Linked DNA regions of Mus musculus: region 2 is linked to region 1. Evidence: chromatin contacts called from public promoter capture Hi-C data. All regions are on one chromosome and are shown on one strand. The core of a region is the stretch at or near the end of the contact, and the rest is flanking DNA. Distances in the headings are between cores, read along the strand shown.

Evidence for each region. Promoter capture Hi-C pulls out the DNA fragments that hold promoters and counts their contacts.
Region 2: a promoter capture Hi-C map of pre-B cells shows a contact between it and region 1. The contact joins the promoter of Rdx here to the promoter of Rexo2 in region 1.

Annotation. Positions count from the first base shown.
Region 1 is chr9:48,478,549-48,482,565 of GRCm38.p6, reverse strand. Rexo2 (RNA exonuclease 2) reads left to right here and starts at 1,955. Exons shown (of 7, transcript NM_024233.4): 1 at 1,955-2,159; 2 at 3,173-3,256. The coding sequence starts at 2,013.
Region 2 is chr9:52,046,143-52,050,159 of GRCm38.p6, reverse strand. Rdx (radixin) reads right to left here and starts at 2,219. Exons shown (of 14, transcript NM_009041.3): 1 at 1,728-2,219. It also overlaps the pseudogene Gm6981.

The DNA of each region.
Region 1 (4,017 bases), core at 706-3,205:
GTCTAAAATGGTCATAGATATGGTGGGAAGACATTAGCACACTTACTCACACTCTTTGTTTTGGCAAAACTGTGCATAAATCTATATCTAGTTTCTTTTACCATTTTCTGTTTTGCAATTTCTTTAGAATTTAGGGAAAATAACTGTTTTATTTATGGTAAGAACACTAAATCTGTACTTATCATTGTAACAGAACACATTACCTTAGCTGAATAAACGTGAAAGGTTCTAAAACTCCCACACATAGTTTCTGTTTATTTTTGAGATAGGGTTCCCTGTGGCTATTTACATAGCTATAATTTTTCATTGTTAAATGTAACCATTCATTGTTAAAAAAAAATCATGGGTGTGGTTTTTCAGGATATAAATTGTTAAATACCACCACCAAAGGTGTAATAAAAAAAAGATCTCTATTTGTGCAGTGTGTATGTGTGTGTACGTGTGTGTATGTGTGTTTACTGGTGCCCACTAAGGTTTGAAGAGGGCAACACAATCCCTCGGAGCTGAAGTTCAATCCCCTGCAAGAGCAGCAAGTACTCTTACTTAACCTTTGAGCCATCTCTCCAGCCTAAGGATGTTATCCTTTCAAAATGTAAAGAAGTAATACTGAGAATAAGCCCAGCGGATTCAAATTCCTATATAGCCAGGTGTGGTGTTGCACACTTTTAATCCTAGTACTTGGGAGGCAGAATTCCAGGCCAGCTTGGGTTCTGTAGTGTGTCTCTTTGTCTTAAAAAAAAAGTTTCAATGCTACAATAGAGTTCTCCTTCCTATGAGTAGGGCCACAAATGATTACAAACTTAACAGTATGTTCTACTAGGTAATGCCGTTATAATATACATACCCATTCTGCAGTAAAATTGAACATGTAATTTGACACCCGTTTCCATGATTTTTTCCGTTTCTCTGGCCAAGCTTGGCAGGTCACCGGTGGAGTAGCTGAAATCCACTTGTAGGTTGCAGCATCCTTAAAGCTTTGATTAGGCAACAATGTTTGTCTCACAAAACCAGCTCACCGGGTAGGAATAACTATGCCACCAACCACAAGCTCTGTAATTACTGGCAACACAGCTTTCAGAAAAAGACACAGAGTATGTGATTCAAGACTGAGCACGTTTGTGACAAAATTGCCCTTTGCAGAGGCGTTTGCTACTGAGCTAAAATATAAGATCTCCGCAGAGGCCCCTTCGAGCGTAGGTGATGAAAACCGTATCTATTGTGGGAGATTAAGGACCCGTCTATTAAAACCAGAGCGATCGGCAAAGGCAGAGCGCAGGACAGAGCAGGCAGAGCTATTCCAACTCTCTTTAGTGGGCTGCAAAAGGTAGAATAGTATACGATCTAACAACCGAAACACAGCCTACACGTCCTGGCATCCTAGAAAACGAGACAAGGCTTCTGCCAATAATGGGAAAGGAACATTTATGGAACACCTGATATGTGCGAAGTCATCTTTCAGAAAAGAGACCATTTAAGGACTCCTAAACGGTGATGGCGGAATTGGCCTTGTAGCTCAAAAGAGCACGTCACTCGGATTCCAAGTAAATAAGAAATATACTCAATACGCGGAAGGGAGGGGCAGGTAAAAAAAAAAAAAAAAAGAAAAACTGAGGGAGGTAGCAGTAAGGAAAAGGTAGATTTAAAACAATTCTTAAACATATAACCATATTTTTCAAAGTAAAGCCTCTTCAACTTCGCAGCTTAGAACTAATAAAAACTCAGGAATGATATCTCCTGGAAACAGACAAACTTTAGCGGTGAAATACTAGCAAGTCCCTTAACATCCGAAAACACGTGGCGGGGGAGGGGAGCAGGAGGCTGGACCAAGGACTCCTACTCCCATCAGCCCTTTCGGCAGCCGAGAGTAGCTGTGGAGGGCGAGCCGACGCCTCGCATGCCGGGGCTTGTAGTCTTCTCCCGGCACCTCCCCGTGGGTTTGCGACGTTTAGCGACTGTGGCGCCTGCGCGCGCTGGGCCGGCGGGGCTGGGGCCGTGGCGGCTCGTGCCGGGTGATGCTAGGCGTATCCCTGGGCGCCAGGCTGTTGCGGGGCGTGGGTGGCAGGCGCGGGCAGTTCGGGGCGCGAGGTGTCAGCGAAGGTAGCGCAGCCATGGCGGCAGGGGAGAGCATGGCTCAGCGAATGGTCTGGGTGGACCTGGAGGTGAGAGTGCGGCCGGGGCGAGGAGGGTGCGGGGAGGCGAGCGCAGATTCGCGCGTGGGACCGAGGGACTCCCCTGTCCCGGGAAGCAGCAGGGATCTGGGTGTCAGGTGCGACAGGTGAGCACGGCCCCAGGAGCCCCGAGTCAAGAGTTTTTGCGGGGTCTGGGACTGTCCCTGGACTGTGGGGTTTCTTTCCATCTGGGTGGAGCCGTCCATGTGTCTCCCCTCTCCCTAGCCTCGACCTCCACCCAGAAGTGAATTTGTGTTACGCGTTAGTGACTCTGAGGATCGTGGGTGAGAGTTGGGGCAGCGACTCTGAGCCCTGCTCCGTCCCCACCTCCTAGCCTTAAAAGACTAGGTTGCTTAAGCTAGGACTCAGGAGATGACTCAGCCTTACCCCTCATTCCATAAAAGAGAAAATTGAGGCCCCATTGGAAGATTCAGGTTACCCATTTTAGTTTTAACGCATTCATACCTAGGCCTCTCTTGAACTCCAGTTTTCTGCTTACGAACTGAGTTCATTTGTTAACTTTTTTTGTTGTTGTTGTTGTTGGGAAAACTTCGGAAACCATTGTAAACCTCCGAGAGGTAACGTTCGTGAGCTCACTTTTCTGTAGTCAAGTTTTCATCCTGCTTATTTTGAGTCTGTTCCCAGGACAAATGTGTTTGACAGTAGCTGGCCCGCCCGCAGGAAGTGCCTTTAGCAGTCTCTGAGCACTCAGAACTTAATACCCTGAGTACTGCCCAGACCATTACTGGTCATAGAATGTGAGCTGGGTCCACACAAAGGAATCTCTGTCAAGTAAACTTGGGCAGCACGCCTTTAATCCTAGCACTTGGGAGGCAGAGGCAGGTGGATTTCTGAGTTCGAGGCCAGCCTGGTCTACAGAGTGAGTTCCAGGACAGCCAGGGCTACACAGAGAAACCCTGTCTCAAAAAAATAAAACAAAAACAAAACAAAACAAAAGGTGGTTTCATGTGTTTGTTATATGCTTGTTTATTTATGTTTTACAGATGACAGGATTGGATATTGAGAAGGATCAGATTATTGAGATGGCCTGCCTGATAACTGACTCTGATCTTAACATTTTGGCTGAAGTAGGTGATGCCGTGTAAATACATTCATACCACTTAAAGGGCATTGGGGATCTAAAGGTGCCTTCATCTGATCTCACTGAAAAACGTAGCAGATTGAGGTCTGTGTAGATTAAGGCCCAGTGCTATATTACTAGGACAATGTAATATAATATGTTAGAGTTGGTATTGGAACCAACATAATCCACTTCATAACCGGATTAAGTTTTCAGTTGAAATTGACAGAACTCCCCCTCCCCCAAGGCTACAACAGTTCTGCAGGGTTTACACGTGTATTCTTAGTCCTCATGATGATAAGATAGGCTCTGTTAATGATGTTCATTGTCCACCGGAAGATATTGGGTTACAAGAGATTTGGGGGACTTGCTCAAGAGCATTTGGCTAGGTATTGGGGAAGCTGGTTAAACTACTCTCTAAACACAGGCAGTCTCAAGTGTTCCCACCAGTATCCAGCCAGCTGGGTCCTCATCAAGCTTGGTGTCCCCCGACAGAGTTTCCCATCTCTATGTCCTACCTTCGGCTTTAATTCCATATATAGTCCCCCTTATACCACTCCATCAGGGGTTGGTTCCAGGATTCCTCTGTAGATACCTAAATCTCATTCCCCTGTATCCTGGAAGGAGATGCAGTATTTCTCATGTACTTTGAATCACCTCTAGATTGCCTGGTGTCATTCTTGTGCTCCCAATAGAATACCTGATACGACGTTGGTGCGTGTAAGTAGTGTTTAAAGTAGTGTTTACACCATGTTGGTTAGGGAATGT
Region 2 (4,017 bases), core at 970-3,469, 3.6 Mb before region 1:
CCAGAGATTAAAAACCAGTTAATAAAAATACATTCTGCTCTTGGGAATGGTGAAGCAAGGAACAAAACTCAGTTGGTGCACCTATCTCCCATCCCCCCTACCCCCAACTACTAACAGCTACTAAGAGAAGGAGACAGCAAACCTGTTGTCCCCACCCATTACACAGAAATGCTGCAATGAAGCTGTGTAATTACCCAGGTAATCATAATCCCCACAAAATTAAGATTCATGTGTTTTTTCCACACAGCAAAATCTATTAAATCTACTCTACAAACATCTCTTGAGCCCCTCCTCCATTCTCTCCCGTGTGAAGCTACAGATGAGCAAATGAGTTTGTAGGGCCCACAGAGGGCAACTCCTCCTCACGCAGACAAGCTAAAGACTTCCTAATGACTACCCGAGTAATGTTCCAAAATACAGTTTTCAAAGGGATCTATGCAATGAAAGCCACTGTGGTTCTTTTCACAGCATACTGACAATCTGAAAAGGAGTCTGCATTTTGTCATATTTGAAGAAATTATTATTATGAAAGATAAAGTACACACTGGTGCAAGTGACAGAATTCTAAAGATTAAAAAAAAGCCCGCAATCCTAAACATTAGGCTCTCTTTTCAGATCTGATGGGGCAGTTTTGGCAAGCAGATTAAGCCATTATTTATGCAGCAAAATGAACAAGGCAATTGTTTATTCTGTGCTTCGTCACAGTCTTATAAGTATTCTATTAAAAAAAAAAAGATGCTCGGTCAACAATAGATTGCAGTGTCCAAGTATTCTTTTATCACATAAACCCTTGTTATCTTCGGCTTTTACATTTACATCATGCAAATCTTGGTGCCTCCGCACAGCCAACCGGGCATCTCCCTCACACCTCTTTTTACAAAATCTCAACTGTACTTTAAAAAAAAAAATTATAAACTTGACCTCTTAAAACACATTTCCAATGAATAACCACTCTTCTGGGGAGGGAGGAAAAAAAAACAAAACCACCCAGAATCCTGGCAACGTTTACAGAAACATCTGTGTAGGAACGGACTATTCAACTGAAATAACGCACTACTCCCTTTCAAACTTGGCTGGGCGATGGGAGTTTGGGAGCCCCGAAAGGCAGAAAAGCTGAGTTTCCTGGTGGGGTCTGCTCACTGTGCGCCAGGCGACTCCGCGGTGCGGGCAAGCCGGGGGGCCCGGAGGGCGCGGGCCGTGACTGCAGCCCCAGGTAAGGGCGGCCGGGAGCCCGGGCCTGGCCTCGCGGGCTTGCGCGGCGGGACCCGGCAACGCGACGGCCTTTCCGCGGCTCGCGCGTCCGCACGCTCTCTAGTAATCCAACACCCCGACTTTCAAACGGGAGGCCGGGGGAGAAGTTCTAGCCTCGCGGTCCCCGTCCCCGGGTTGCGAGAGAGCGTGCGACCTACGCTCCATGCGGCCCCCGAGGGCGCGCCGACCCGAGCCCCGGGCCCAGTCCACGGCGGCGGGAACCCGCACCGCCCGACGCACGGGGCGGCCAGGCCGACGGCGGACGGCGCGGCGGGAGACTCCGGGTAAGTGGCGTGGCTCAGCCGTTAACGACCACGGCGCCTCTAGGGCGGCCAGGCGCGAGTCCGTCTGTGAGGCGCGCCAGGCCCCGGGCCGCGGCGCCACAGCCCGGCAACTTCTGGCCGCCACCTCAGCGCCTCGGCGGGGAGAGCGGCCCCCGGGGCCTGGGACGGGGGAGCGCGCCGAGCAGGGCTTACCCCGAAAATGAGTGGCTCCTTCCCTGCCCGCCGCCGGCTGGCTGAGGCGCGGCTCGGCGGGGGCGTCGTGGCTGGCGGCGAACGAGCGGAGAGTCGGCGGTGCGAGCCCTGAGCCGCCTGAGAGAAGACGCGCCGCAGCCGCCGCAGACAGCTCGGCAATATGGCCGCCCGGCGCCTCCTCGGGGGGGAAGGCGGGGCCGCCCTGCGCCCCCTCCTCCCGCGGGCCGCCAGTGGCGGGGCGAGGCCGGGGCTCGAGCGCCAACCCCGCGAGCGTGTCTCCCGGCCGCCCCGGGCGGAATCGAGTGGGCCTCAGCCGGGGGTTGGGGGGAGAATACGCGCTGCGGGGCCTTCGCGAAGCTTTCCCCGCGGGACGAGGACGCCGCGGGCCAGCCCGAGTCCGAAGCCCGCAGTGAACGAAGCGGAGCCGCGCGGCCCGAAGCTCGCCGCGCGCCCGCCGCCTGCCCCCGCCCCGCGAGTGGAAACTTGAAACTCCCGCTGGTGCCAGGGAACTCACGGAGGGCGTTTCCAGCGCCCCCGAGGTGGAGCTGTTCCCGGGAGGAGGGGGGATCCCCTCGGCAGCCGCTCCAGGGTGCAGTTCGGTGCTAGGCTGCAGGATCCCGGGCTAGGAGAGGGAAGTGGGCCCAGTGTTTACAACAAAAAGAACATTAATGTGTGCAGGTTTTTAACCAGCTAGAAAGGCTGGTTGGTTTTAAATTTTGCAGTGTTTTTAACTTCCCTCAAAACGCCAGTGGGTATGACCCTATAATGCGATCAGGTTTTTTGTTCTTGTTGTTAGCAGGGATACTCCTTCCTTGGCGGTTAGAAGGAGTAGGCTGAGAAAGGAAAAAAAAAGTTGGAAGTAGGGCCCAAAGAGCAGCCAAACCTAAATTATTCTAGACTTGGAAAAAGTTACCAGTCTGACCATAGTCTCACTGTATCCACTCGCTAGAGAGAGAGACCGAGGCTGCGTTCTGGTGGGGTTACCTCGGTGCTGCCTGCCCTCAGTACTTTCTGCTGGGATTTAGAGTAACACTTGGTGCCACTTGTACACACAGCAATGGTTCAATCCTTACCTGCCTACCGCGTTCCGTTTACTCAATACCTCTTTCGTAAACGAACTGTCAATACAAATATAACGCGAATGTACGTAATTCTTACAGGACAAATACGCCATCTTTAGGGAAGCCTTAGACTTGCCTTTCCTGAGACAGTAGCTCTTCCAGGGACTCTGCAGATCCTTTCTCTGAGCTTCCTCCTCAGTGAGCTACCACCTTCACCCTCAAGAGACCTCACTAAACAATTAAAAAGCCCCCAGAGACTCCAGGTTAATCTCAGAAGTCTTTAGATTGCAAATTCCTCAAGGATGGGAACCAGCTGTGTGCTTTGTAGCCAAAACAGGTTTAGGTGGTTCTCTGAGACCACCAACTGAATACTTGTGGACCCTCTCCCCACGGGTGCAACAAAGATAGGGACAGTAAAAATGTCATGGGAGTCCCAAGTAGTACACTAATCAAACTAAAGTCGGAAGTCGGTGGTACACTTTGCAACTGAAAACGAAGCATTCATTCGTGGTCTTATGTTCAGAACAGTGAAGTGCTTTCACATGACTGCCTTGTTTAATGATTACAACAACCCTGGGCTCAAGGTAAAAGCTATTATTGGCATTAAAAGAAGCTAATGAATAAAGGGGAGCTTCAAAAAAGTTAGTTGTCAGTATAACCTGGCTAGGAAATGGCAGAGCCATGGCCAACCCCAAAGGCATGTTTGACTCAAAAGTCTGAATCTAAGAGCTCTGATCTTATCCTATGTCCTGCAGTAGCAGATGCAACCCAAGTTGTAGCATTTCAGTTGCCATCATATTCGTAAATATTTAAGTAAAAGATAGTATTCAAGCTGCTAAGATAAAAAGGGTACTCTCAAACATTGTGGATGGGAAAATGGAAACAGAGACAAATATTTAAAAAGCAGTTTGGTGGGAGAGTCAGTCGTTCAGAGGGTCCACAGCTCAGAACACATCTGAAGAAAATACTCTGGAATAGACTAAAAACTCCATCACAGTAATACCTATTAGATACAAAATCAAAGAGGAAACACACATACCGTTGCTTTATTTTGATCTTCACATCAGATATTAGCACTTTTAAATGAAGTATTGAATATTCAATCAAAATATCCCAAAGCCTTCAATGCTGTGGTGTTGGTATGTGTGCCTCCTGGTGCTGAGAACTGAATTTCCTTGCTGAGCACCTAAATGCTCTTCCACTACCCAAAGCCTAATCCCAAACAGTTC